2 separate regions of the Bombyx mori genome follow, and region 2 is linked to region 1. Evidence: chromatin contacts called from public Hi-C data. All regions are on one chromosome and are shown on one strand. The core of a region is the stretch at or near the end of the contact, and the rest is flanking DNA. Distances in the headings are between cores, read along the strand shown.

Region 1 (5,817 bases), core at 2,424-4,923:
CTGAAAAATAACCTGACAATTACTTTTCCAAAATATTTATGTAATCATTAAAACAAATATTTAACTAAGTTTATGAATTTTAACAGAGGTGCTAGAAATCCAGTGTATAAAGTCTTTAATATAAATCATTATAAATTTTATGACAAACTCAGAAGAATCCATCTTGACTAATTAATTATATTGCTGTTGTTATAAATGAATGATTGACTATGAAGTACTAAAGTTATGTTGTTTTTATAAACAAGATGTAACTCTTTTGGTCATGTTTGTAGCTGATTGTAAATGCAAAAGACATATCTTGAGCCATATAATCTTGAGCCACTTTTTTTCCTATTTGCTGATCTCCTAAGAGGCTATTCCAGCTACGCCCGGACGGCTAAGTGAGCTCATGGGCTCAACCTGAGAGAATTTGCTAACACTAGCCCTAGCAAGAACAGTGCTTCGCAGAATCTATCACCAGTTCAGAATTGCGACCCACTGGGAACATCTGGCGAGAAACTCTGTGGGCTTTGTCTTGCTGTTAGGACACATACAGGAATTTGTACCACTATACTAGAATCGCTGCTACAAGCAAATATTCAATATTAACAAGCACCATAATGAATTCATTGGGAACTTGGCAATTTAATTCTTACAAAAATATATATACAAACAAAATACTTTTTACCTTAACAGTAGTTGTGGCTACTCTTACATGACCGAGAATAGTAATTAAGTCGTCTTGTTTTGTATCAGACTTTATAACAATGATATAGTCTGCATGTCTTATGCCAGGGCCATCTTTGTACAGTACTGCAACCAATAAATATTAAATAAACCAATTAATTCAACTGAAGATACCTATCCTATTACGTGAAAATAATTCAAAGTATGAATAATTAGTGAACAAATTTTTTTTAGATGATAAAGAACATTGATGCAAATATTTACTTTAAGTTAATCCTTTATTAAATTAAATGAGTAAAAATTATGAATAAAATATTAGTTTTAAGATTTGTGGTCAGATTTGTGGACTACATTGGCTTGTCAAGTGATGTTTGGGTAATATCCAGTATAAACAAAAATTCTTACAAAAGTCTCCTCCAAACTTGATCCCTGGTTTCACAACATATCCTTTTGATCTAAAATAATGATAAACTACATATCTGTCCACAAAATGTCTATCATTAGAACAAAGTAATGTCCAACACTGTTCTAAATCTAAAATATTATTATTGTATACTACTTGTAAACTTCCAAGTCCATAAGCTAAGAAGAATGCTTCTTCTGGAGTTAATATTAATTTTTCTTGCATTTTAATTTTATTTACACAGCATTGTGGCTTTAGTGCCGCAAAATAATTTTCTTCTTCAGAATCACTATTAGGTATTACTACTGTAATTTCATCTTTTTCGCTACTAGAAAAAGATTGATTGACAGCATTCTCTGTGTCTACATCATCATGACTAAACTCTTCATCGCTGGATACTAGATCTATTATATCTTTTTTCTTTAACTTTTCACCATCACTGACAATTTTGGTCGTCAACTCATCTAATTCTTTCAAAAGAGTACTTGAAACCAGTGTACACCCACTATCACCAAATTTTTTGTACCAATTGTTCCTTTGTAAATATTGCCTTTTCCTTATTATTTCTGGATAACGATCACTGTTTACAAGTGCGGGTCGTGACCTCGAGGCAGATCCCTTCCCAAAACAGCCCATGTGATACAAAAGAGTAATTTCTTCAGGTGACCTCACTTCAACATTGTAACCATTGTAGTACCCAGTAAATATAATTTGTATCGAGTTATCTAATGAAAACCGCAACGATTCAATAGACATCGGAAATAAGTCATTTAAGTCATTAGTTTGACAATTTTCTGATTGTAAAGCAGTCATGACAAAAGAACTGGCCAGTTCCCAAATTTTATTTACAGCCGAATGTCACGATTCCACGCGTCAATAACGCAAAATATGTTTCTACAACAATTTTTTTAACATTATAATATGTAACTAAAGTAATTGATAGGGAAGCCAAAGTAGTATTTTGTATTTATATTTTTTTTTTATTTCGTTATGGGTTCTCATGTTAAACGGCGAGAAAACCAAGAGGAAAAGTACAACCGTGAGTAAAAATCAATCTTGCACATGTATTACATTTATATAATTTGACTTTATTTATGTAAATATATTAAGTGTATAATCTATGATGAATTCAATTAAAATTTATTTATAATCGGTTGTTGTAGTACACACACACCTTTGATATTGATATTGATTTAAGTAGCCTCAAATATATTAAGTGTATAATCTATGTAAGTAGCCTTAGGTATTAATATAATCATAGATTATACACTTAATATATTCGAGATGTATGAATATATGAATATAATTATTAAATAAACCTAATAGATATATTTAAAATTCTTGTTTTTATTTATTTTATATGACATGGAATCTAGTCTTTTAGCCAAATCTTTATATATTTTTTACTAACTTTTAACCAAAGCTTTTCTTGCTCTAATGTAAGTTAAGTCATTCAATTCAAACATAAAACAAACGTTAAATATGGTCACTAAGAATGATTGGGATTCAAAACATTTTGATTTGAAGGGACCCTGAACCATACGATTTTGTTTTGGAGAAGTAAAGGAAACATAGTCTATACAGTCAAAGCACCGTTACATATATGTTTAAATGAACTATTTCTCTATACCCGTTTAATTAAGTTAATTTAGCAACTCATTGCGTATATCGTTGAAGGAACTCATGGCCCACCTAAGACAAAGGGTTACTGAATGCAAATTACAACGTGAATGCCACCACCCGTTTTAATAATTCAATTTTTTTTTACTCCTACCTAAGCTGATAGCCTTGAGAGGCTATTTCAGCTTCTCCTTAACTAGTAGGTGAGCTCACGGGGCTCAAACCTGACGAAGTTGCTAACACGAACCCTAGCAAGAGCCGTGCTTCACAGAATCTACCACCGGATCGAAAACGCGACCCACTGAGCCACTGACCGACCCAAGATCCGGCGAGAAACTCAGTGGGCTGTGTCTGAGGGTTAATAATTCAATAAGAAGTCAAACTAACTAGCAATCCAGCAATCCAAGTGAAACATATAATACAGTAACTTTTGCCCGCGACTTCGTCCGCGTGGAATAGTTACTTTGGCATAACGCAAAATTTTACCCGCCTCTTCATTTACGCAGAATATCATCTTTGTAAAAACACCTTCACAAATAATGCTTTATTTTAGAATAAATTTGGTTAGCATAAAAAACGCTATAGAGAGCCAACCTTAACAAATATAGACTTATGCTGTCGCGGACTTTTTTTTAGATATTTTAAAGGGGAACAATTCTCATACATTATTTTAGCGAAACTTTAACCGTTTCCGCAGCGCTCGCAGTAAAAGCTCTCAAAAGGGAAAAAAAAAATCCCGATTTTGAAACATTCTTTATTGGTGCTCCGCTTGCATTAGTCAGTAGAATTCATCGTCCCACGGACTAACCAAAAAAAAAATTGACATTTCTTGGCAAAAGTTGCAGTTTTGTAAAAATGCAGAGACGACAACCGTATTTCTTATACTACTGTCTCTTTCTTTCCAGCCACAAAGGTGTTTGTAAGGGAAGGTAAGAATGATTACTTGTAAAGATTAACTACTAACTTCATTTCCTACAGTCACAAGACCTCTCACCTGAGCAGTGTCGGATTGTCTGTTTTTCTAAAAAAACACAGATATTGAAGCTTTTCTCAGTTTTAGAACATTTAATCGATAATATATTTGGCCAAAATGGCTAATGTTAGCGAGGAAAATGTTAGTCAGTTAATTCCAACGCTAGGTGACGAAAAAATCGGTAAGTTTAGTCTGGAAAACTATACAATACAAAAATTCTCATCTCGGTAAAACTTGGCAAATGGTAAATATTTCAGACATGATTGCGGCCACCAGCGTCCTACAGATCCGGGCAAGTGAGATACGCCAAACTCGGATTAACTGGCAGTCATATCTGCAGTGAGTATTGATTCTTGTGGTCTCTGTCAAATGACATTGTGAACTGGTATAAAATGTAATATCTGTTAGGTCGCAGATGATCACTCAGCGCGATCACGATTTTATCGTGAACTTAGACCAGCGCGGCCAAAAAGATCTGCCTGACAAGAATCCTGATGCCTGTGCCGAAGTCTTTCTCAACCTCCTGACGCATATCAGCAAGGACCACACCATTCAATACATTCTTGTGCTCATTGATGACATTCTTTCTGTAAGTAAGATAATTCAAAGCCATATCATAAAACACCTTTATAGAACCCAAATAGGTTCCATAAACATGACATTAAAACATAATGTTTTAGAGTAAAGTAATACAGTATCACTTTTTAAATTGATTGGTATTATTTTCGTTAAAAGCTGTTTGTGATGATGGTGTTTTGGATAGTGGTACTAGTTCATAAATGTATTTTTCCTCTGATTATTTACATTTCTTGGACAGGAACAAATAGAAGAAAATATATTATTAGATTACCTGTTTAAATTAATTATCAAAAATATAATTGGTATTATTAGTTATTAAATGATTAGATTATTCCATTATAAAAAATAAAAATGAGACTGGCCTCATGTATTATGGTGGGTGGTGATATTCATATTGTAACATCTATTGGTTTCCATTACCACTTTTCCCAAGTTTATACATTGGGCATGTCCAACTCTGTAGACTAATTATAAAGTCAGATACTAAACATTGCCTAACATATCAACTTCAATAATTGCCATGCTCCTGGATCTTTATAAGAATACTTATGGAATCCTGAGCTAACCTGTCTTCCCCAGCTTCGACTAACAATTTCTATTTCCTAATTACTATTTAAATAAAGATTTAACTCAAAAACATCTACAGGAAGATAAATCGAGGGTGAAGATATTTCGTGAGACGAAATTCTCTGGCAACGTTTGGCAGCCCTTCCTGAATTTGCTGAACCGTCAGGATGAATTTGTCCAGCACATGACTGCTCGCATCATTGCCAAGCTAGCTTGCTGGCATCCGCAGCTGATGGACAAAAGTGATTTGCACTTCTATCTCTCCTGGCTTAAAGATCAACTCAAGACCAATGTAAGCAAACTCTTTCATTCAAGGTTAATAATGTAAAAAAAGTATATATTAAAATTAAACAGGAACTAGACAATTAAAAATTTATTTCATAATTGCATGAGAGTCTTGTGCATGCCATTTTCTTTTTGTTTTGACTGTTATTTGAGATGCTTATACTGTATATTATACTACTTAACTTTACATTCAATTATCATCTACACTTGTGATAATACAGAGTAAAATTCATTATAATAAAATACAGATTCACTTAAACCTTTCCTGAACTAACTTGACTGTCCCCAACATTTATATTAAAACATAAACTATAAATAAAGACAATAAATAACACAAACTCACCAATCTATTCATTTGAATCTTGAGAACTGTTTTTCAGTCGTACAATCAGAATTAAATTCAATTTTATTTTCAATATGCATAAATTACCTATGGAAAAGTTATGCAAGCTTAGAACAGTACCAAATTGACTAAAATCATTTATGTGTCTAAACAGAACCTTTCACCATATTCTCAATTTTTTTCATAGTTTATAAATATATCCAGTAAGCCTACCGCAGACATACAATCAATTGTTAAATTGATTAAACTATTAAGTTGAATTGTGTGCTTTTCACGGTTTCATAGTGATACAAGATGATGATTGCAGTTACTAAAACATTGGATCCAGTTGTCTTTAGGTTTATGTATTGGCTGGTTGTTTTCCAGCACTCAATGTTTAAT
Region 2 (5,949 bases), core at 1,967-4,466, 41 kb after region 1:
TGACAACTTTTGAATTATCTTACTTATGGCTTTCATGTAAAGATTATTTTAATGAAAATATCCTGTATTATGAGAAAACAATTCAAAAAAAATCGCTTGACAGAGTTAGTTTTCATGAATAAAATAAAAAACTTCACTGCCCAATAAAACAAATCACACAACCTCATTCCTCGCGTTCCCGCCATAAAGTCCCTTATTGTTATTATTATAAGTAACTAGCTGTACCTAGCTGTAGCTAGCTGGCATTTAAAATTAATAATATTATTTCTCACCCCCACAAAGATTCTGATCATTAACGTCCCCGCAACTGGTGTAGCCTATCCATTAAGTACATGTATTTTCTGCATGGATACCGAGTTTCAAGTCAATCGGATGCATGGTTCAGTAGTTATAACGGAACATCCGTAAAACTACTGTAGATTTATATATTAGTTTAGAAGATTAATAAACAACTTCTACCGTATTAGATAGCTGTCTCTGACGAAGCTCCGTCCGCAGACGCTGCACTCGTAGCACGAGCCGGCTGCGTGCGTGCGGATGTGGAGTGCGAACTGGGACTTGGACGTGAACGTCATCGAGCATCGGTCGCAGTTCAGAGGCTTGTCCGCCACGTGGGACCACCTGCAATGATGCCCATTGTCAACAACCAGGCGGATGGTAGGTATCACCACCCCGCCTGTTTCTGCCGTAAAGTAGTAATGCGTTTCGGTTTGAAGGGTGAGGTAGCCGTTGTAACTATACTGAGACCTTAGAACTTATATCTCAAGATGGGTGGCGCATTTACGTTGTAGATGTCTATGGGCTCCAGTAACCACTTAACACCAGGTGGGCTGGGAGCTCGTGCACCCATCTAAGCAATAAAAAAAATCCAAAAATATTCGAAATTGAGTTAATATGCTAAACATTTGGTATCACCAGTATTTTTCTCATAAATACTGTCAAAAGAGCGTAGTTTAGTTTTAGTTTTTTTTTTAGTTGACCTATGTTTTGACTACTATCAACAAAATTAATACATAATTTGATCTTATTTTAAAAGACAGATAATGTAACTGGTAAAAAATAAAAAATAAATGTTACAAAGATGATTAATCCTGTAAAATTTGTAAGTTTTGAGATTATATAGTTTTAATGCGAGAAGACGTTGTGTCGCGTGCTCGCGTCAGACTGGCTTGATGCCTAGCGGTAACTGAAGCCTATAGACATCACAACACGAATGTCTCCATCCAGCCTGAGACACGAGGACGAAATCTCAATTGTATTGTTTAATGCCTAACTCTTCAAATCGAATGGCAAGATGTTTCGTGGCTGTATAGGCAGGATGTTGTAGGCACCTATCGGGCCCTTCGTACGTCCTCCCACCGGTAAATTTTAGTTGTCGTATACTCGTATGGTACAGAGAACGCTATTGCCCATTGGTATTGCCTATACGACATCCACTGGAAGAGATGGGGTGATGTTATTTTAGGCTGATTGATACCACAGTCAAATTTAGTATTTTACATTGCGAACGTCAGATTGCTTCAAGGGGAGACACCCGAGAAGACAGGGCCGGACTAAGGGTCAACCTCGACTCACTCGAGCTCACTCAACAACGTTTGGAAATGGCGTCTGATACGCATTCGCAATTCCCCAACACCCCCCCCCAACCCCCCTTAAGAGCAAACGAAATCTCTCGAACGTACCTATGAGCCGTTACATAACTCTTCACGGCGAACCGTTTCTGGCAAATATCACACGCGTAAGGACGTTCACCTGAAAAATATATTTCAAGTTAACTTTTGTGTGATATCTACAGAATAGCGTTTAAAGCAACAGCTACATAAAGCAACGGGCAACGTAATCACAAGATACGCACACGAAAAAGCGGAAGTTAATGCAAAATTAATAATGTTAGAAAGACGGCAAGATGCTATTAGAAAAATATACAGCGTACACTTTGAATAGTTTAATGCAATCTAAAATTAATGAATCTAAAGCCAAGGTACTATAATAATGATGGACAACTATCGATACACAGTGATGGCAGAAATGACGTAACGAGAGATGACTATAAAACATCTAAGTTGTCGGTGCAACATCATTCACAAGAGAACTCTATTCACACGGGTACCTGTTTAACGCAATTTGCCGTCTTCTTAACAGTACCCGAACGTGCTGACACAACGCTAGGAAGGAACAAGTGAATGCTTGCAAAGTCGAAACGCGTTTCGTGTAACCGTTCACCAACAAAGCAACGAAGTAAATGTGTCTTTCGAAAGCAATTATCATGATCGTACTTTGCATTACCGGGAAGCTCCTATAATTAGCGGACACACAAGATTAATGACGTCATCAGTTCTGCTAATCCATACCGGTATGAATGCGCTTGTGTATGTTGAGCGTCGATTTCTGTGTGAAGCGTTTGTAACAGACGTCGCATTCAAACGGACGTTCGCCCGTGTGCGTGCGCGTGTGTATCTCCAGGTACGGCTTGCACGTGAACGCCGCCGGGCACTCCATGCATTGATACGGACGACCTTGCACTGGTGGCCGGCGTACGCGACAAATTAAACAAAAAAGAAATAGAAGAAAAGAAAAAAAAAAGGAAAACAAATTATCATTAAACAAAAGTCAAGTGTATTCACGAAGCTTGTCGTGATGTGGCACCGACTACTTTAATTAACTATATCAAAAATGAACAGTGCTTTATTTAATTAGAATTAATAAACGTTAGGCATGCGCACGTTATACGTTACATACCTGTGTGCGTTCGTTTGTGTATGTTGAGTGTTGACTTTTGCGCGAACCGCTTGAGGCAGACGTCGCATTGGTAAGGCCGTTCGCCGGTGTGCGTGCGATTGTGTATCTCGAGGTACTGCTTGCAGGTGAAGGCGGCAGGGCACTGCAAGCACTGGAAAGGCCGGCCCTGCACTGTGGACGAATAGACTCGTTAGCCGACGGGAGATGCGGACCGCCCTCCTCCCCCGCGACTCGCACCCTATACGACACGCAAAGTATACACTAGTAGCCCACATATCGCGCGTTCATACCTCCCTCGACCTCGGAGCACGACACGTACCTGAGTGCGTCCGCTTGTGTATGTTGAGACTCGACTTCTGCGTGAAGCGTTTCAGGCAGATGTCGCACTGATAGGGCCGCTCGCCAGTATGGGTGCGCGTGTGAATCTCCAGGTATTGCTTGCAGGTGAAGGCGGCGGGACACGACAGGCACTGGAACGGTCTTCCCTGGACTGGTGCCCAACATATACATTATAGCGGCTGCAGCCAGCAAGGGCGCTAGACACCCTCGCCCTACGGAGGTAGCGGCGCGGACCGGTCGCCGCTCGCCGGGGGCTCAGCTCCAAATCTTTCGTCTCTATTACACCGCGGCTCTCGGTCAATAATTGAATTCTAATACTGGTCAAGGAACTGACCGAGGAGAGATTCGGAGAAGAGTCTGAGTGCGAGTGGAGGGGGCGGGCGGACGGCCAGTCCGTCCCGCGGCTGTCACCCACCTGTGTGCGTCCTCTTATGTATATTGAGGCTGGACTTCTGCGTGAAGCGCTTGAGACACGCGTCGCATTGATACGGCCGCTCGCCTGTATGCGTGCGCATGTGAATGTCCAGGTAGGGCCGGCGTGCGAACGCCGCTGGGCAGAGCCCGCACGCGAATGGACGCCCTTGCACTGCGCCCAGTGCACACACAAAAGCGAGTAACGCACGTCGCCGACGCCACGTGGCATGGAGCCATTGGCCGCCCGCCCCCGCCAATCTCGACCTTATCACGTCGCACCCGACGACCGATTCACCCCCAATTTTGTAAACCCAATTTTGATAGCGTCCATGTACGACACCGAGGCGCCAAATGTGCGTCATTATTGCGATTGCATTACCGCTTTTGTGAAAGAATTAATATTCATGAAGAAATGACAGAATGGTATAATAAAATCATCGAAATTAAACACGTGTCACGGGTGAGTTGTCAGGTAATCGTCATGTATGTATGAGAAGCTAAATCATAAGATAATCATCAGCGAATGCAGAAGTGCGTTAAGCGCGCTGTAATGAATTAGTGGAATTGTTAGTTCGAAGCAACGACATGTGGAATGCTGTCGGTTATGGGATAGATTGACATAACGGGTTAGGCGGACAACGGAAACTAGGATTAGAAGCATGGCGCGAAATGTGATATGATTGTGACTGCACGATGGGTCTTAAATCTCTAGTCGCACCGGAAGAAGTTGCGAAGTACAAATATGTGGGCTACTAACCCGTATGTATTTTTTCGTGCAAATTGAGCGCGCACTTCTGCGTGAAGGACTTGAGGCAGACGGTGCACTGGAACGGCCGCTCCCCTGCGCCGCCAACGCACGGACACGAGGGGACAGAGAAACAAAACAAAACCACGATGGACAAATAATTCTACATGTCGCCACAACCGCATACCAATTGAGTTTACATTATTCACTACCATGAGGGAATTTGATACGTTTATTTGTCCATCAAACATTTTTTTTCCTACTCAACGAAAACCTCACAACGTACGCAGCATGCTTTAATTCGAAAAGTTTTGTGAATAGTTTCTGAGCGTGCCGTCCTACTCGATCTGAGGTTTCGTCTGACAAACAGCTACAAATCAACGTAAAACTAACGCGAACATTCATTCCTTCGTTTAAAAAATATTAATTAAAATGGGAGCCCTTAAAACTATTCACAAATCAGATATCTAAGCCACAACTGCAAAGAAGTAGGGGTTTTAATTTATTTTAAATATAACTTTCAACTGTGACTTGGATATCGAACAAAACAAAAGGAAATATCAAGGGACCCACCGGTATGGATACGTTTATGAGTGCCAAGGCTGGACTTCTGAGTAAACCGCTTGTCACAGATGTCGCATTGATAGGGGCGCACTTTGTTGATCAGCGATTGGATGTGCTCCTCTAGAAATACCAACAAAATACAGCTACAACAACGATCCCGGTCTGTGCACTGCCATTCGATGAGGCTGCCTATTACGTGTGCTAACGTTAAATAAATAAAATTCATATGCTACTATAGGATTTTAGGGGAAAAGGCCTACCGGTGTGTATTTTCCCATGTCGTCCCAGGCTGGACTTCTGAGTGAAGCGCATAAAACAGATGTGGCACTGGTACGGCCGCACTTTCTCTAACAGGGCTCGTCTGTGCTCCTCTATAATTTATACGATTTTCGATATAGCAAGCAACCCTCTCAAACTAATTGTCTTATTATTATTTAATATAATTTATGAAAACCATTCACACACATTCAGGGGGAGGTACATGAAAACCCTAAAAAATCGTTCCCGTTCTGCCTCAAGGATTAACGTCACGCATAAGTTTGCTTCACGTATAGATAAGACTAGGGTGCAATATTCCTCGATCTCCTCATTCGCTTAAAGGCGTAACGTCACATTGTCACGAGAATTCTTCAGCAATCGTCTGCATGAAACTATCGTTGATGACATGATAACGTTTGCAAACTTTTAAAACAAAAGAGGAAGGAAGGCGATTCTAGCCTAAAAGGACATTAGCTATTGATAGGACGCGTCACGTGGCGGCTTTGTGCATATTAACCCACCCGTGTGTATTTTCTTGTGTCGGTTGAGGCTGGAGCTCTGCGTGAAAGCCATTTGACAGAGATCACACTTGTAGGGCCGATTCTTCACCAACAACGCGCGCATGTGCTCATCTAGAACCCAGGGCCACATTCCAACAACACAGGCACTTTTCTGCATGACTTTTAATTTTATTTAAGAACCCATAGTCGATTTCGTTGCAATTCGCTTGTTTACGTCAACTATGAGTTCTTCACCTCCCCCTGTTTTCCTTTCATAGCTAAGAACATCCATACGCCCTGATTTCTATTAGGAACTAATATTGGCCTCTGGACGCAACTCAAAAACTATTCACATTCCCTTATACCGAAGTCTATTTATAGTTAATTTAC

The links. A called contact is a pair of places that touch in the nucleus more often than the background predicts.
Region 2: a Hi-C map of whole pupa shows a contact between it and region 1, with 5 times the contacts expected there. The contact joins the enhancer-like site here to the promoter of LOC733031 in region 1. A contact is called at or near these places in 2 of 7 Hi-C or Micro-C datasets (posterior silk gland and whole pupa).

The regions. Positions count from the first base shown.
Region 1 is chr3:7,956,330-7,962,146 of ASM3026992v2, forward strand. It overlaps LOC733031 (vacuolar ATP synthase subunit H), which reads left to right and starts at 3,674. Exons shown (of 10, transcript NM_001047023.1): 1 at 3,674-3,843; 2 at 3,920-4,001; 3 at 4,071-4,251; 4 at 4,888-5,100. The coding sequence starts at 3,780. It overlaps LOC101738015 (tRNA-splicing endonuclease subunit Sen2), which reads right to left and starts at 1,882. Exons shown (of 3, transcript XM_004931722.5): 1 at 1,072-1,882; 2 at 668-792. The coding sequence starts at 1,882.
Region 2 is chr3:7,997,290-8,003,238 of ASM3026992v2, forward strand. LOC101737083 (zinc finger protein ZFP2) reads right to left here. Exons shown (of 25, transcript XM_021351693.3): 12 at 5,581-5,691; 13 at 5,062-5,172; 14 at 4,811-4,921; 15 at 4,250-4,333; 16 at 3,494-3,664; 17 at 3,059-3,229; 18 at 2,740-2,910; 19 at 2,352-2,522; 20 at 1,683-1,752; 21 at 460-621. Among protein-coding and RNA genes, the nearest start is that of RpL11, 20 kb to the right of the region's middle. Within about 2 kb of position 3,217, at least 5 of the 8 cell types and tissues checked have open chromatin away from gene starts, as enhancers often do.